Linked DNA regions of Mus musculus: all the other regions are linked to region 2. A link is a contact called in public HiChIP or PLAC-seq and promoter capture Hi-C data. All regions are on one chromosome and are shown on one strand. The core of a region is the stretch at or near the end of the contact, and the rest is flanking DNA. Distances in the headings are between cores, read along the strand shown. Region 1 holds the start of Tle5 (TLE family member 5, transcriptional modulator). Region 2 holds the start of Atcayos (ataxia, cerebellar, Cayman type, opposite strand). Region 3 holds the start of Gna15 (guanine nucleotide binding protein, alpha 15). Region 4 holds the start of Ankrd24 (ankyrin repeat domain 24). Region 5 holds the start of Dot1l (DOT1-like, histone H3 methyltransferase (S. cerevisiae)).

Evidence for each region. Promoter capture Hi-C pulls out the DNA fragments that hold promoters and counts their contacts. HiChIP or PLAC-seq counts read pairs in DNA pulled down with a chosen protein or histone mark. Capture Hi-C pulls out chosen DNA fragments and counts their contacts.
Region 1: a contact with region 2 is called in a promoter capture Hi-C map of adipose tissue. The contact joins the promoter of Tle5 here to the promoter of Atcayos in region 2. A contact is called at or near these places in 8 of 39 promoter capture datasets (HPC-7-derived erythroid cells, embryonic stem cells, frontonasal cranial neural crest and 4 more), 1 of 15 datasets of contacts at CTCF or cohesin (embryonic stem cells), 21 of 484 Hi-C or Micro-C datasets (B cells, the Ba/F3 cell line, the G1E-ER4 cell line and 7 more), 15 of 115 datasets of contacts at active chromatin or transcription factors (the SCID.adh cell line, craniofacial prominence, double positive thymocytes and 8 more) and 2 of 9 other capture datasets (adipose tissue and liver).
Region 3: a CTCF HiChIP or PLAC-seq map of embryonic stem cells shows a contact between it and region 2, with 7 times the contacts expected there. The contact joins the promoter of Gna15 here to the promoter of Atcayos in region 2. A contact is called at or near these places in 17 of 39 promoter capture datasets (the 3T3-L1 cell line, 3T3-L1-derived adipocytes, the C10 cell line and 10 more), 2 of 15 datasets of contacts at CTCF or cohesin (both in embryonic stem cells), 43 of 484 Hi-C or Micro-C datasets (CD4 T cells, CD8 T cells, the G1E-ER4 cell line and 13 more), 7 of 115 datasets of contacts at active chromatin or transcription factors (the SCID.adh cell line, embryonic forebrain, embryonic hindbrain and 2 more) and 4 of 9 other capture datasets (adipose tissue, embryonic stem cells, liver and 1 more).
Region 4: a contact with region 2 is called in a promoter capture Hi-C map of stem cell-derived epiblast-like cells, with 4 times the contacts expected there. The contact joins the promoter of Ankrd24 here to the promoter of Atcayos in region 2. A contact is called at or near these places in 2 of 39 promoter capture datasets (pre-B cells and stem cell-derived epiblast-like cells) and 1 of 115 datasets of contacts at active chromatin or transcription factors (pancreatic cancer cells).
Region 5: a contact with region 2 is called in an HNF4G HiChIP or PLAC-seq map of pancreatic cancer cells. The contact joins the promoter of Dot1l here to the promoter of Atcayos in region 2. A contact is called at or near these places in 3 of 39 promoter capture datasets (liver and pre-B cells), 1 of 484 Hi-C or Micro-C datasets (cerebellum), 4 of 115 datasets of contacts at active chromatin or transcription factors (bone marrow-derived macrophages, microglia and pancreatic cancer cells) and 3 of 9 other capture datasets (adipose tissue, liver and pancreatic islet).

What each region holds. Positions count from the first base shown.
Region 1 is chr10:81,557,971-81,560,792 of GRCm38.p6, reverse strand. It overlaps Tle5 (TLE family member 5, transcriptional modulator), which reads right to left and starts at 1,349. Exons shown (of 7, transcript NM_010347.4): 1 at 1,125-1,349. The coding sequence starts at 1,151.
Region 2 is chr10:81,193,348-81,196,047 of GRCm38.p6, reverse strand. Atcayos (ataxia, cerebellar, Cayman type, opposite strand) reads right to left here and starts at 1,357. Exons shown (of 3, transcript NR_015477.1): 1 at 1,326-1,357.
Region 3 is chr10:81,522,906-81,525,605 of GRCm38.p6, reverse strand. It overlaps Gna15 (guanine nucleotide binding protein, alpha 15), which reads left to right and starts at 1,381. Exons shown (of 7, transcript NM_010304.3): 1 at 1,381-1,796. The coding sequence starts at 1,652.
Region 4 is chr10:81,632,327-81,635,026 of GRCm38.p6, reverse strand. It overlaps Ankrd24 (ankyrin repeat domain 24), which reads right to left and starts at 1,328. Exons shown (of 20, transcript NM_001374016.1): 1 at 1,272-1,328; 2 at 274-360; 3 at 32-162. The coding sequence starts at 1,310.
Region 5 is chr10:80,753,928-80,756,627 of GRCm38.p6, reverse strand. Dot1l (DOT1-like, histone H3 methyltransferase (S. cerevisiae)) reads right to left here and starts at 1,425. Exons shown (of 28, transcript NM_199322.2): 1 at 1,104-1,425. The coding sequence starts at 1,184.

The DNA.
Region 1 (2,822 bases), core at 100-2,599, 360 kb before region 2:
TGGGATATGTACAGGGCCGGCATCTGAGGGCACTGGGTCAGGAGTTAGGGTGTAAGATCTCGGATCTGGGGAGCAAGGCTAGGGGCAGGGTGTGGGGAGCAAGGCCACTGGGAGCTGGTGTGGGAGACGACAGATGGGCTTGGACATGAGAGGGACGGAGCCTAGTGCTGGGGGGGCGGGGGGTGGGAAGACTGCGGGGTATCCGGCTCCGGACAAGGGAGCACTGGACATTATACGGGCACAGGGTCTCCCCAACCCTAGTGCTGAGGGTGCAGGATGGGGGCTGGGAGGAGGAAGGCCGCTGGGGTGCGGGGCCTGCAGCTGGAGGAGGGACGCGGAGCCAGGCTGGGGGTGGCGCTGGGCCCGGATGGTGACGCCAGGCCCGACAGGGCTGGAGAGAGAGACAGGGGGTGCGGGAACTGTATTGGGGGGTAGAGGGCACCAGACTTGGGGCCAGGGCAGATCTGAGGTGGAAAGAAGTGCAGGGCCGAGGTGATGGTGGGTGCAGGGCCTTGGACTTGGTGGCAGGCCAGTCTGAAGCTCTTAGAGAGCTGGGCCTGGGGGGGGGGGGGTGCACCGAGGTGGGGATGCAAGATCTAGGGCTGGAGGACATGCGCGTCTGGGGTGAGGGGATGATGGGCTTGTGACTGGGGTGCTGCAGCTCTGGGCCTGAGCCCCAGGTCAGGAAGACAGGCCGAATGCGGCTGCAGTGGGGTGCGGGCTGATCCGGAGCCCGGGGGTGGGGGGTGGGGGTGGAAGAAGACCTTGGAGTCGGGTTGGGCGAGGTGTGGGGGAGGCGGTGAGGGGACTCAGGGCAGGGATCAAAGTTCAGGGATCCGGGCTGAAGGATGCAGTGCTGGACTGGTGGGGTGCGTAGGGTCTGGGTTGTGGGGTGCAAGGACCTTGGGGAAGAGCCCAGGGCTGGGGGGACAGAACAGGCCTGTGGGAGCTGGGGAAGCGTAGGGAGCCCCTGGGACAGGCCCTGGGCGGGGAGAGAGACGGGATCCGACCTAGAAGGGGTGCAGTGAGATGAGCTGGGGTGCAGGGTGAGCGCCGGAGGTGCAGTGAGCTGAGCTGGGGGTGCAGGGAGAGCTCTGGGGTGCAGTGCGCGGGGTTCCCCTTACCGAGTGCCGGCTTTGCGGAAACATCATGTCAGTCGCGGGGGGCGCGGGCTGCGCCCCGGCTCGGGCGGCTCGGGGGGCGCCGGGCGGCCGCGCTTTGTCCCCGATCGACAGCTCCGGGGCCCCGCGTCCCGCCTCCTGCGCCGCCCGCCGCCCGCCCGCGCCGCCCGCGCTATTGTGTAATGGCGACGCGGTGCCGCCCGGGCTCCCGCTCCACCTGCCGCGCCCGGCACTGCGCAGGCCCGGACGCCCCACCCGTGACCTTGGCCCCGCGCGCCCCGCCCCCGCCACGGCCCGGAACCCCAGCTGGAGGCCTGCCTCAGTGCCCCCCGCCCCCAGTCCCAAGGCCACAGACTCGCAGCCTGGACACCCAGGCTTCACGGTGGATTTATGGAGTGCCTACAGTGTGCTATGTCCTCTTTGGAGTCGGGAGGGTTGGCACGGCTGGGGGCCACACTGGGCAGTAGAGTGACACCTGTCCCACAGAGGTAGGATGGGGGCCCAGTCCTGTAATCTAATGACTGGGGTGCAGAGGCAAGAGGATCAAGAGTTCTCGGCCAGCCTGGGTTACCAGAGAGCCTGTCTTAAAACAACAAAAAGTAAGACATGGTTTGTTCTGGGGTACAAGACCTATTACCAGTGCTGGGTAGGTTGAGGTAGGTGGAAGCCAGCCTGATCTACACAGTGAATACAGCCTGGGCTATAGGAGCCCTTATCTCAAAACATGAAAAAGTTAAATCGGGCCACAGGAGGTGGTGGTGGCCGACACCTTTAATCCAAGCACTCAGGGCAGAGGCAGGTGGATCTCTGATTTGAGACCAGCCTGGTCTACATAGAGACTTCTGGGACAACCAGGGCTACAAAGAGAGACCTGTCTCATAAATAAAAGGTAAGAGTTCCCCAGGTCCTAGTGTGATCCCAACACTTGGGAAGCTGAGGCAGGAGGATTATCGAAAATTCAGCATCAACCTGTGACCCAGCTTACTGAGGTGAGACCTGTCCAAAAACAAAACAAAACAAAACAAAAACAAATGATTAAAACAAATATGCTGGTGTGGTAACACAAGCCTTTAATCTAAGCCCTTGGGAGGCAGAGGCAGGCAGATCTCTGTAAATTCAAGCCCACCTTGTGAGTTCCAGGGCAGCCAGGGCTCCATGAGCCCTGTCTTAAAAAATAATAAAAAATAAATAGGAGCCGGGCGTGGTGGCACACGCCTTTAATCCCAGCACTCGGGAGGCAGAGGCAGGTGGATCTCTGAGTTCGAGGCCAGCCTGGTCTACAAAGTGAGTTCCAGGACAGCCAGGGCTATACAGAGAAACCCTGTCTCGAAAAACTAAAAAAAATAATAATAATAATAATAATAATAAAATAAATAAAATAGTTCTTTGGGCCAATACTATTTACCCCAACACTTCAGAGCAAGCTGAGGCAGGAGGATTCCTACAATTTCAGGCTAGCTTGAGCTGTATAACAAGACCCTGTCTCAAACATTTCCTTACCTGAGACAGACAGAGACGAATATCACTGAGTGTCATACTCAAATGGCCACGAGGTTAGAGAGGAGAGGTTACAGTGGCCAGCCAAGCTCAGCCAGGCCATGGCTATGGCAAACCCCGGTGGGGAGAGATTGGGACCTCCCCTAGCCACAGAGGGCAGAGGAAGGTAAGAGGAAGCCTTAGAGACTGCAGGCCTCAAGAGAC
Region 2 (2,700 bases), core at 108-2,607:
TAGGGACACTCACAAGCCCCAGAGCCAGCAGTGGGGCCTCGTGGCTGACCCCTCAGCTCTATTGTCCCCAGATCCTGAAGAACTTGGCCTGTGGGACCTAGCAGAGCATAAGGTCCCCTGCCTGGCTGGATTTCCAGACTCCATACAGACACTGCTGTGCCTCAGTTGAGTTGAGTCCTAGGGATTCTGACCAAGGTCCCCACGCACTCGAGACAAACACTTTATCCACCGAACCAGATTCTCAGCTTTTCTTGTTGACTCTCCTGCCCCACACTTAACCCTAGGACTGTGACCTCACCAAAACCCACACACCCCAAGTCCTAATAACCACACCCAGAGACTGAGGTGATAGTGGTGGTTTGCTCAGGACCTGGAGATGGGTGACAGGCAGCCCTCCCCACCCTGTGCTGTCCTATCCCTGCACTGACACCTGTCACAGACATCAGCCAGCGCTCAGCGGAACACTCAGTCAGCACTTAGACCCCAGGGCCCCACCTGGTCCAACACTGTCACCTGCAAAGGTCACTGCTCTCCAGACCTCAGGTCTCCAAGGGCCAGGGAAGAGATGGGCATCCTGGACACTAAGTGGAAGATCAGCCAAAGCCAGAGGGGAGGGGCTGACAGGAGCCAGAAGTCACTAGTGGTGGGTGTCCCCAGGTCATCCACCCTACCCCCACACACCACCATGCACCCGGTGACTGCAAGTTGTCTGGAAAGGAACTTCTCATCTCCTCGTCTCTCCAGCCATCAGGAGTAGGTCTGCAGTAATGGGTCACAGGTGGAATTTGGGGACACACCTTGGGTTTATGCATGTGGGACAGCCACAAAATCCCTTTAGCCAGGAGTTGTGGTGCGTGTCTTTGATCCCAGCGCTCAGGAGGCAGAGAGAAGAGGATTTCCCTGAGTCCAGGGCCAGCCTGGACATATCAAGTTCCAGGACAGGCAGGGCTACAGAGACCCTACCTCAAAAAAAAAAAAAAAATGGCTTTGGCTTTGAACTACAGAGAAGTTCAGGGAGCTGCATACCCAGAGGAGAACTGAGTTTGGGGACACAGAGAGTCCCCTCTTTGATCCCCCAGCTCTTCACCACCCACACCAAGACACACATGCATTCTTGGGGGTCACTTGGGTAGGATGGGATGTCCCTGGCTCTGCACCCTTTAGATGACAGCTCCTCCTGCCCGCTGTCCCACAAGCCTTCGGGACCAGCAGGGTCTGTGTTTCACTCATCCTTCGTTTTAACACAATTCTTTGACTTTTGGGGTCATTTCTGCCGCAGGAAGCCTGGGTGAGGGCCAAGGAGGGGAGATGGTTGGCGTACTTACTTTTGTTTAAGATCTCAGGGGTTGAAGGAGCCGCTTGGGGTTGGCGTGCTCGGCTTTATAGACACGACGCCGGCTCCCCGCCAGGTTATTAATAGCGAGGGAGCTGCTTGCCCTAGTATGGTCAAGAGCTGAGCGACCGCGAACGTGGCTAGGCCCGGTCTGCTACGTGCACCTGTTCCAGGCTGTGACGGGGGTGGGGGGTTGGGTCGGGTGGAGGTGGGGGCGGGATGGCGCACAGCAGTGCCCTCTGACCTACAAGAGGCTAAACCCGAGGGAGCTTGTGGGGAGGTACGAACTAGACCACAAACACAGATCAAGGATACATAGTGAAAGCCTGTCTCAAAAACGTATAAATGCGTCAATTAACTGATTAAGACTCAACTCAGGGGGCCTTGCTACTAAGCCCCAGACGTCTGACAAGGCTCATAACTTGGGGTGTCTGGTTACCAGCTTTGGAGACACAAGAACTCATTGGCCCCTGGAGTTTAAAGCGGGTTGAGAAGCCACAGGGGTTTGTCAGCTGTGTCGGCCCTATCAGCTGTCGTCAGCGTTACCTGAAGCCACGAGCCCGTCCTCACTAACCGGGTGAAGCCCTGATACGGAAACAGAAACCTGGTGCACACACCCGGAGCCGGCATTCTCCGGTCCCCCATTCCAGCTTGAACCTATCTGTTCTATATCATTCCTCTTCTGCCTACAGCTCAGCCCCACCTTCGTTCAATTTAGCTAACAGACCAATCTTCCCAAATAACGCTCCATTTCTGGGTCCCGAGGATGCTCTATTACACGTTCATATTTTTGTAAAATGTGGGCTTATCGGGAAAGCTCGTGAAGGGGCCTATGGCAACAGCTTTAAAAAAATTATTTATTTTATGTATATGAGTACACTGTAGCTGTCTTCAGACACACCAGAAGAGGGCATCAGATCCCATTATAAATGGTTGTGAGCCACCATGTGGTTGCTGGGAATTGAACTCAGGACCCCTGGAAGAGCAGTCAGTGCTCTTAACAGCTGAGCCATCTCTCCAGTCACTTTTTTTTTTTTGAGATGGGTTTTTAGGTGTAGTCCTGGAACTCACTCTGTAGACCAGGATGACCTTGAATTCACAAATCCGGATCCCCAGGCCTTTGCCATCCCACATGGCTTCTCTATGAGCTTGTGTCTGTGCATCATGTGCACGCCCCATGCCCATAGACAGCGGAAGGTGTTGGATCCCAGAATCTTGACCTACAGGTGGTTAAGCTGCCATAGGGTGTGGGACTCAGAGAGGGCAGCCAGCATTCAGACTTTGGAACCTGGCCTGGCTCTCTCCTGCCGCCTCACAGTGGCTGTGCACACGACAGCATCTGAATGCCGCAGACCCCGTTACTGCTC
Region 3 (2,700 bases), core at 132-2,631, 330 kb before region 2:
CCCCTGTAAACATTCAGACAGGGTCTCACTTTGTGGCACAGGCTGGCCCAGGACTCACAGGCTCCACTTGCTGGAACCCCCACAGAGGGCAATGGTGGGGGCCACAGGAGGCATCAGAGCGAGGCTTTGGTCCCCACTGTGTTGTCCCAAGGGCCTTGTGTCTGGCCCCAAAAGGACCAAGCAGGGTGCTGCCTCTCCAGCTTCTGCAAGCCCAGGCCAGTTCTGATGCACCCCCCCCCCCCCCCCCGCCATCAACCCCACCCAACCCCCAGCTTGCTCCCTATCAACCACAGTACAAGTCTCAGTGGGCGGGGAAGCTCCCTCTGGCCTCAGTGACCCCACCCCGCCCCTATCACACTTCCCATCTCCTGCAATAGGAATCAACAGTCAACTGAAGTCAGCGTGGAGCAGGCGTGGGCCTGCCAACCTGTCGATGTCCGTCTGCCACCAACCTGGAGCAGGGGAGGACGAAGGCTAGGAAGTTGTGTTTCCGGGGTCTAACACCCTCTCTGAACCAGATCAGTTGCATGACAAGAGGCTCCCAGGCTACGCTTATCTCCCCAGGCTAGAGATACACGAGCCAGAAGGATCTAGAACTTTCACTCTGTGTAGCCTGGGGTCTGAGGGGCTCAGCCCAGTGATTCAGCTCCCAGAGTCCTTTAGTGTCTGTCACCTTTACTCTCCTGACTCCCTATTAAAGCTACGCCCCCAGCCCTTCGATGGCTGTGCAGCACTTTTAGAACTTGTCGCCATCTGTTTGGTTTGGGATTTAGGTGGAAGGCAGAGGGTAATCCACAGAATTGGTTCTCCGTCCCATCATATGAGCCCCAGGGATGACTCTGGTCAGGCTACAGCACAAGTTTCTTCACCCGCTGAAACAGCTCTCCGTCACCCAACTTTACAAAAAAAGTTCTGTTTTGTCCTCTGTGGAGCAAAATAGAAGCCTTCCTGGTATACAGTAGGCATTCCATAAATGCATCAGTCCCTCTCTCACTGATTCTTCTGCTTCTTGCTAATCTCTCTGGGACTCAAGGGGCCAGACATGACCCTCTGCTTCCTCCATGGGTCTTGGGGAAGTCCCTGCCTTTACTCCATGCCTTAGTCTCCTCAGCTGTCAAACTAGTGAGTGTGTGCTGAGGAAGGCCAGACAGACACGGAAGCACAGACTTCCCTCCCGCCTCAGCAGTTCTGAAATCAGCCCTGAGCAATAGCTGTGCCCACTGGTCGCTTCCTATTTGGCCCAGAGGAGGGGGCAGCTGGGGCCAGCAGTGTCAGAAGCCCAGGGGTGAGGCCACTCTCTTAGGGAAGGAGGAAGGAGGGTCAAGTTAGACACCTCGAGGACTGTGCTCCCAGAAGGCAGCCACCCCTCCCTCCTCATCTGCTGGAGCTTCCACCACCGACCTGTCTGGCGGGCAGGGCCAGGTCTGGGCAAGTTGGAGGGGGCGGGAAGCAGCACCCAGGTCCCCGCCCTGTTTCCAGCACCCAGGCCTCTTGAAGCCCTTGCCTGGGCTCCCACAGGCCCTAGGCAGGGACACGGAGGGCCCTGGGGTGACCTCCACCCCCACCTCCACTCCATCCGGAGAAGAAAGAGTCCCACAGTTGGGCTCTGCAGGCCCTGTGATGTCACCTGGTGGTCTGTGAAGCGCCCACCATGGCCCGGTCCCTGACTTGGGGCTGCTGTCCCTGGTGCCTGACAGAGGAGGAGAAGACTGCCGCCAGAATCGACCAGGAGATCAACAGGATTTTGTTGGAACAGAAAAAACAAGAGCGCGAGGAATTGAAACTCCTGCTGTTGGGTGAGTGTGGAATGCAGCACAGGGGCCGAGAGCGGGCGGGGCCAACGACTCCGGAGGCAGCAGGGACTCGCTTGCCGACCCATTTTCTAGATGGGGAGAGCAAAGCTTCAAGAAGCTGAGTCTCTCATTCGCGGCTGAGTCGTGCATCTGGCTGCGGGGAGGTGGCCCTGGCGGGTGCTACCACATAAACACACCTGTATGTGTCACGGGAAGGGAATGAAGGTGAGCTTCAGGCTGGCTCAGGGAGGGCCTAAGTCTCTTCCTCCGACTGCCTGAGCCAGGGCTCCAAGCTGCTGGTCATGGTCACCAAGCGCTTTGTTCTGGGCTTATGAGCATCAGTGGATTCATTCATTCACTCATTCACTAAAAATTCTAAACTCTCGAACTGACCAAAATGCTTCACTTGTTTCAATCAAATCCTTCATTCCTTCAAAATCCTTTATTCCTTGGGACACTGAGGCCAGAAGGTTGTGAATTAGAGGCCAGACTAGACCATGTGAGACATTGTATCGGAAATTGATAAAAGTGGGGAGGGGCAGAACAGGAACTGGGGCTCAGCAGGCAGGAAGATCCCTGAGCATCAGGGAGAGCTTGGTTTCCATCCCAAGGCCACATGAGCCAGGCACGGGAGGTACGATTGTGTCACCAAGCATTGCGGAGACAGAGGCAGGAACATCATGGGATCAGGGTCACACTGAGCTACAAGAGTTTGAGGCTAGCCTGGGCCAAAAGACTCCCTGTTTTAGAACTAAAAGCTAGGCATAGTTTTTCACACTGGTAATCCTAGCACTTGGATAACTGAGATATCAGAATTGCCATGAGTTCAAAACCACCTGAGCTACATACTGAGACCCAGTCTGATGATGATGATGATGGTGGTGATGATGATGGTGGGGGGGGTGAT
Region 4 (2,700 bases), core at 79-2,578, 440 kb before region 2:
GCCACCCCAGCCCCAGGGCTTGGACACTCACGCAGACTTGCCCTCGGGGTCCAGTTTTGTAGGCACCAGCCCCTTGTGGGCGATCAACGAGGCCACTCTGGCCACATCGTTGTTCTCCACTGCCTGGAGCAGTCGCTGGTCACTTTTGCCCCAGTCTTGGCCCTGCGGTGGCACACCCAGAGGTGCGAGGGACTGAGTGGGTCGATGTCCTTTCCCCACCAAGGAACAGGGGCAGTTGCTCCGGGCTCTCCCCACCCACCCCTGAGCACTTGCCTGGCGCCTGCCTCTGGCTGCGGGTTTTGGGATAGGGCACCGGCCACAGGGTGGGCAGGAGCTGAGGTCGGTGGGGCTGAGCCGGAGCTGTGGGATAGGTGGTCCTGGGCTGGGGGCCTCAGACAGTGTCTCTGAAACCTGCACCCCCCAGCGTGTGATCCAGGCCCACCACCAGGGCAGCTTCCAGATATCAATCCTCCTCAAACCACCTGTGTGTGCCTTAATCCAAAGCCAGTTTTGAAAGACAGGGTACAACTTTTTTTTTTTTTTTTTTTTTTTTTAAATAGCATGTCTCTTATGTAGACCAGGGTAGCCTGAAAGTCACAGAAATCTCCCAAAGTGCGAGGATTTCAATGATCCAGCTTTGTTTTTGTTTTTTGAGTCAGGGCCTCAAGTAGCCTAGGCTGCTGTCAAACTCCCTGGGAGTCAGGATGACCTTGAATTCCTGAACTTCCTGCCTCCCAGTCCTCGAGGCTGGGGTGACAGGTGTGGAACATCACACCTGGTTTATGTAGTGCTGGGCATGGAAGCCAGGGCTTGGTGGTGCCAAGCTCCTCGTTCACAATTATTTTACTGTCTTAGTTTTTTTGAGACTGGGTGTAACTAAAATTAAAGATCCCCTGCCTTAGCCTCCGAATGCTGGGATGACTGGCCTTTTCCAAACTATCCTCCAGCGCCCAGAACCTCGCTCCGTCCTTCACAGCTGCTCAGCCAAGACCATCGCCCCCAGGTAGCATCAAGGCCTGGCCAGCAGAACTGCAGCCGCTAATGTTTTTAAACTCACTGCCCAGGAACATGGACAGTTCCTGAGTCACTCACTGTCCACAGTGTCCTCCAAGACCTGCATCCCGCAACGGCCTGCTGACCCCACGCCTGCACAGACACGCCTGCCCTCAACACCGCCCTCCACTTCCCGCCCAGGCTCTACAGGCGCCCCGCCCTCTGCCGAACTTCTTTCTAGGAAAGAGGGGAAGGCGCAGAGGGACCCAAACGCCTACCGCGAAGGAGGCAGCAGCACACAGGCACAGCTGCTTCATGGCGAACCGCAGGAGGGCGGGGCCAGATCAGACCACGCCTACCTCCTCAGACACGGGGCTCTGCCCTCCTCCTGTGGCACACCTCTTCTCCAGACTCAGCACCCTTCCTCACCAGGCTCAGGCACAGAGCCCGCCCAGCTTCCCCCTAGATTTCAGGCCCCTCCCACCTCTTCCACGAAAGCTCAGGGCCCGCTCACATCCGTTCTAAGTTCCAGGTTACTCCCATTTTCCCCAGGCCCGCTCGCCCGCTGCTATATAGTGCTCTCTTCCCCACCACCCCACTCCTGCACCGACACGCTCCATCCCGCTGAAAAGGCTCCGCCCCGCAACTCCATGATGGTCCCTATCGGGTGTCAGCCCGCTAACTCCTCACCTCCAGCTCACCTTACTTACAATGATGGACATCATTCATTCAGCCATCACCTTCCAGTCTTCATTCATTCATACATTTATGCCTATCTTTTCATTCATTCATTCGTTCATCCATCGTTTCACACATTCACTCTCTCCAACAGTCATTATTCGCACTTTGCTAATGTTTTCATTCACCCATTCGCTCATTAATTTCCTCACCACCCATTTACTAACGTCTTTTCATGGGCAAATGCATTGGCTTACTCATCCCTTCATTCACGCACACATCCTCTCACCCATTCACTCCTCCAACCTACCTGTCCACCCATCTACTCTTTCATTATTTACTTCGCTCCAGTAGCTCTCAAGTCTCACTCCAAACTTGAATCCCAGGTCTGCCTCGCCATTATCCACCTATGGGACTGACCTAGACCTCACCTGTTGGAGCCTCCGCCCTCCTCATATGTGCAATGGGGTTTCACATAGACTTTCCAGACACAGCTCCGGAGGGCCGTGCAGAGGCTGAGCAGAACGCACCGCCCTGCACAACAGGCCTGGTACACCATGAGTACACAATAAGAACTGCATTTCATTCTTCAGGCACATGCATCTGGACCTGTGCACAGCTTCCAGGCTGGGTCAGAGGAATCTTTAGATCAACTGGAAGTGGGGGTTGCAACCCCCGTTTCTGGCTCTAAGGTGTGTGGGCACTTGTCTGCCTTGCCTGAAATTAGAGCCCTCTATGCAGGACCCACAAAATATCCCTGGGCCACAGCCTGAGACTCTTCTGTTCTACATTTATCAAGTGACTGCGGAATGACTTTCTAGCTCTCTGGCTTCTGTGCATGTAAGTTGGCACTGTAGAAGCTGTCTTGGAGACGGAGCAGCAGGCAGGGACACACGACAGGAGCTGTGGGATGAGAATCCCAGAGAGGCAGAACTTGGGGAGAAGTGAGTCGTTCATGAAATTGCCTTGCACAGGTGGAGATATGGTCTCCCTAATAAACAATAAGCAACTCCTGCCTCTGTGTCCCAT
Region 5 (2,700 bases), core at 176-2,675, 440 kb after region 2:
GTGGCTGTGTCTGTGCACACAGTGAGGTCAGAGAACTTGTGGAAGTTGGTACTCTCCCTTCTGCCCATGTCCCAAACATGGAACTCAGATTATAAGACTGTTGCTGAGCCATCTTGCTGACCTCAGGAGAGTTGAGTGGACACTTGTGGGAATGTTCAAGGACACACAGGGCTGCCTAATTCGAAGAGGCAGAGGACAGGTGCAAGGGCATCCCAGGACACACATGTTCCCTGGGACCCCAGTGAGGATGTGAACTCAGCAGCACCAGGGAACCCCACTGCTGTATCTTCTACTCAAAGCATACAAAGGGCCACAAGGGGACAGTACACTGACCTCCGCAGGCCCTCCTGGACTTCAGAACCCACTTGCCTCTGGCACTTCCACTTTAAGGGATAACACCTCCAGCTTTGCAGAGTCGCACCAGCTCTACCCACCAGCATGAGAGGACAACCTCCAGACTCCCTAAGTCCCCTCTAGCCATGCCACCAACATTAAGAAACAACTGCTCCAGCATTCCAATGTACCTCCAGGCCAATCCACCAACGTCAAACGACACATGAGGTACAAATTGAGATGACAACCTCTCTAACTTCTCAGGTTCTTTCAGCCGGGCACCCTGACATGAAGAAACAACTATTCGGAGCCCTCCTACCACTCCACGAACGTGGGGGGACAACCCAAACCCAAGGGCCAACCTCCCCCTGACTTCCTAGGGTTCTTTTTAGCACCTGCCCATGAACATCAAAAGGTGACAACGAGAAAGGGCATAGAGGACAATAGGAGAAGGCATCAGGATAAGAAACAGATGACTGGAAGAGGGCACGTGAGGTGACAATTTGAGGTGACAACATGAGGGGTCGCCACGAAAGGCAAGGAATCCCCGACTTCTCAGTCTCTACACCCCTGCCCACAAGGTCGGTCCAGACTCAGGTCCTCAAAGGCTGGAGACGCGGGGCTCCGGGCCGGCGGCGGCGACAACGCGACCGGCCGCGTCAGGGCAACGGCAGGCGCGGGCCGAGAACGGCCAAGGACCCGCCGCCGCCGCCGCTGCCGCCGCGGAGCCCCACGACTCCTACCCCCGCGTTCTCCGCAAGTACACTCACGTAGACCGGCAGCGGCCACGGGTAGACGGCGGGCTCGGCGCCCACAGGCGACTTGAGCCTCAGCTCCAGCTTCTCGCCCATGTCGGCGCGCGCGGCCGCCGCACCATGCTAGGCGGGCGGTTGGGGGAGGGGCGGGGCCACCGGCGGGAAGCCGGGCGGGCGGACACGGGCGGACGCGGGGCGGACGGCTGAGGACAGACGGCCCGGCCTGTGCCTCGGCCGCCGCTCCCGTGTGGCCCCAGCTCCCCTCTTTGTAGGAGTCACAGAGCCGGGGCGTCTAGAGCCGCCGCCATCTTGGGCCGGCGTGAGGAGAAGGCACAATGAGCCGGGGGGTCGGGCGGAACCACTCGGCGAGCGCGCGCGGGGGAGGCCGGGAGCCAAGAGGCGGTGCGCGCCCAGAGCCTCCGCCCGCCGCGCCGCGCGCGCCACCCCTCGCACGCCACGCCCCCTTGGACTCGCCCTCCTCCGACCGACGCACGCACTTACGCACGCAGCGGCGCACGCACGTCCTCGGTTGCCCTCCGACGTCGCCGCCAGCCGGAAGCGGGGACCCGGGGAAACCCTGCGGAGGAAAGCGAGAGAGACCAGGCGGGGTCAAGTTCAAATCCCAGTTGCACAGGCTTGCTTCGCGTCCCTTCGCTTTGCTTTGCTTTTTTCTTTTCTTTCCATTTCCTGTTCTTTTTCTTTCTCTTCCCTTCCCGTCAATTTTCTTTTTCTGTTTTTCTGGCTTTTTCTTTCTTTCTTTTTTTTTTCATTTTTCAATTTTTCCCCTTCTTTAGCTTTTCTATTTTTTCACTTTTCTAGCCTATCTGCTTATTGTTTATTTACATGCTTTTTTTTTTTTTTTTTTTTTTGAGACAGGGTGTCCCTGGCTGTCCAGGAACTCATTCTGTTGACCAGTCTGACCTCGAATTTACCAAAATCCACCTGCCTCTGCCTCCTGAGAGCTGGGATTAAAGATGTGAGCAATAAGTTAATTAATAAATCATCAGTCAAATTGGACCCTATAGGTCGGAGGCTCTCAATTAAGAGTTCAAAGCAATGTTATTCTCTGACCTGCCCAGAACTTTACAGAGTCAGGAGCCAAACTTATTTCCTTCTTAGGCCATTCCAATCCTTCTAATACTTAAGTTCCCTCCCCCCAAAACCTTCTGAGAATAAGTTACCTTGAGGTGAGCTGTCACCAGCTCACCAGCCGCTTCTGGATAGCTGCTTCTTCTTCCTGACTACATGGGAGTGAATGTAATCTAGGGGAGATGGCTCCCACCCCTCATCCTAGCGCTTGCCAGCCCCCAAAAGAAGGATCCGGAGCTAGAAGCCATGCTGAGCTACCAAGTAAATTCCGGGCCAGCCTGGGCAACTCAGTGAGCCCTCGTTCCAAAACTAAATGACGTGGTAAAAGACTCTGTAGCTTGGTGTCTCAGTCAGGGCTTCTATTCCTGCACAAACATCAGGACCAAGAAGCAAGTTGGGGAGGAAAGGGTTTATTCACCTTACACTTCCACATTGCTGTTAATCACCAAAGGATGTCAGGACTGGAACTCAGGCAGGTCAGGAAGCAGGAGCTGATGCAGAGGCCATGGAGGGATGTTCTTTA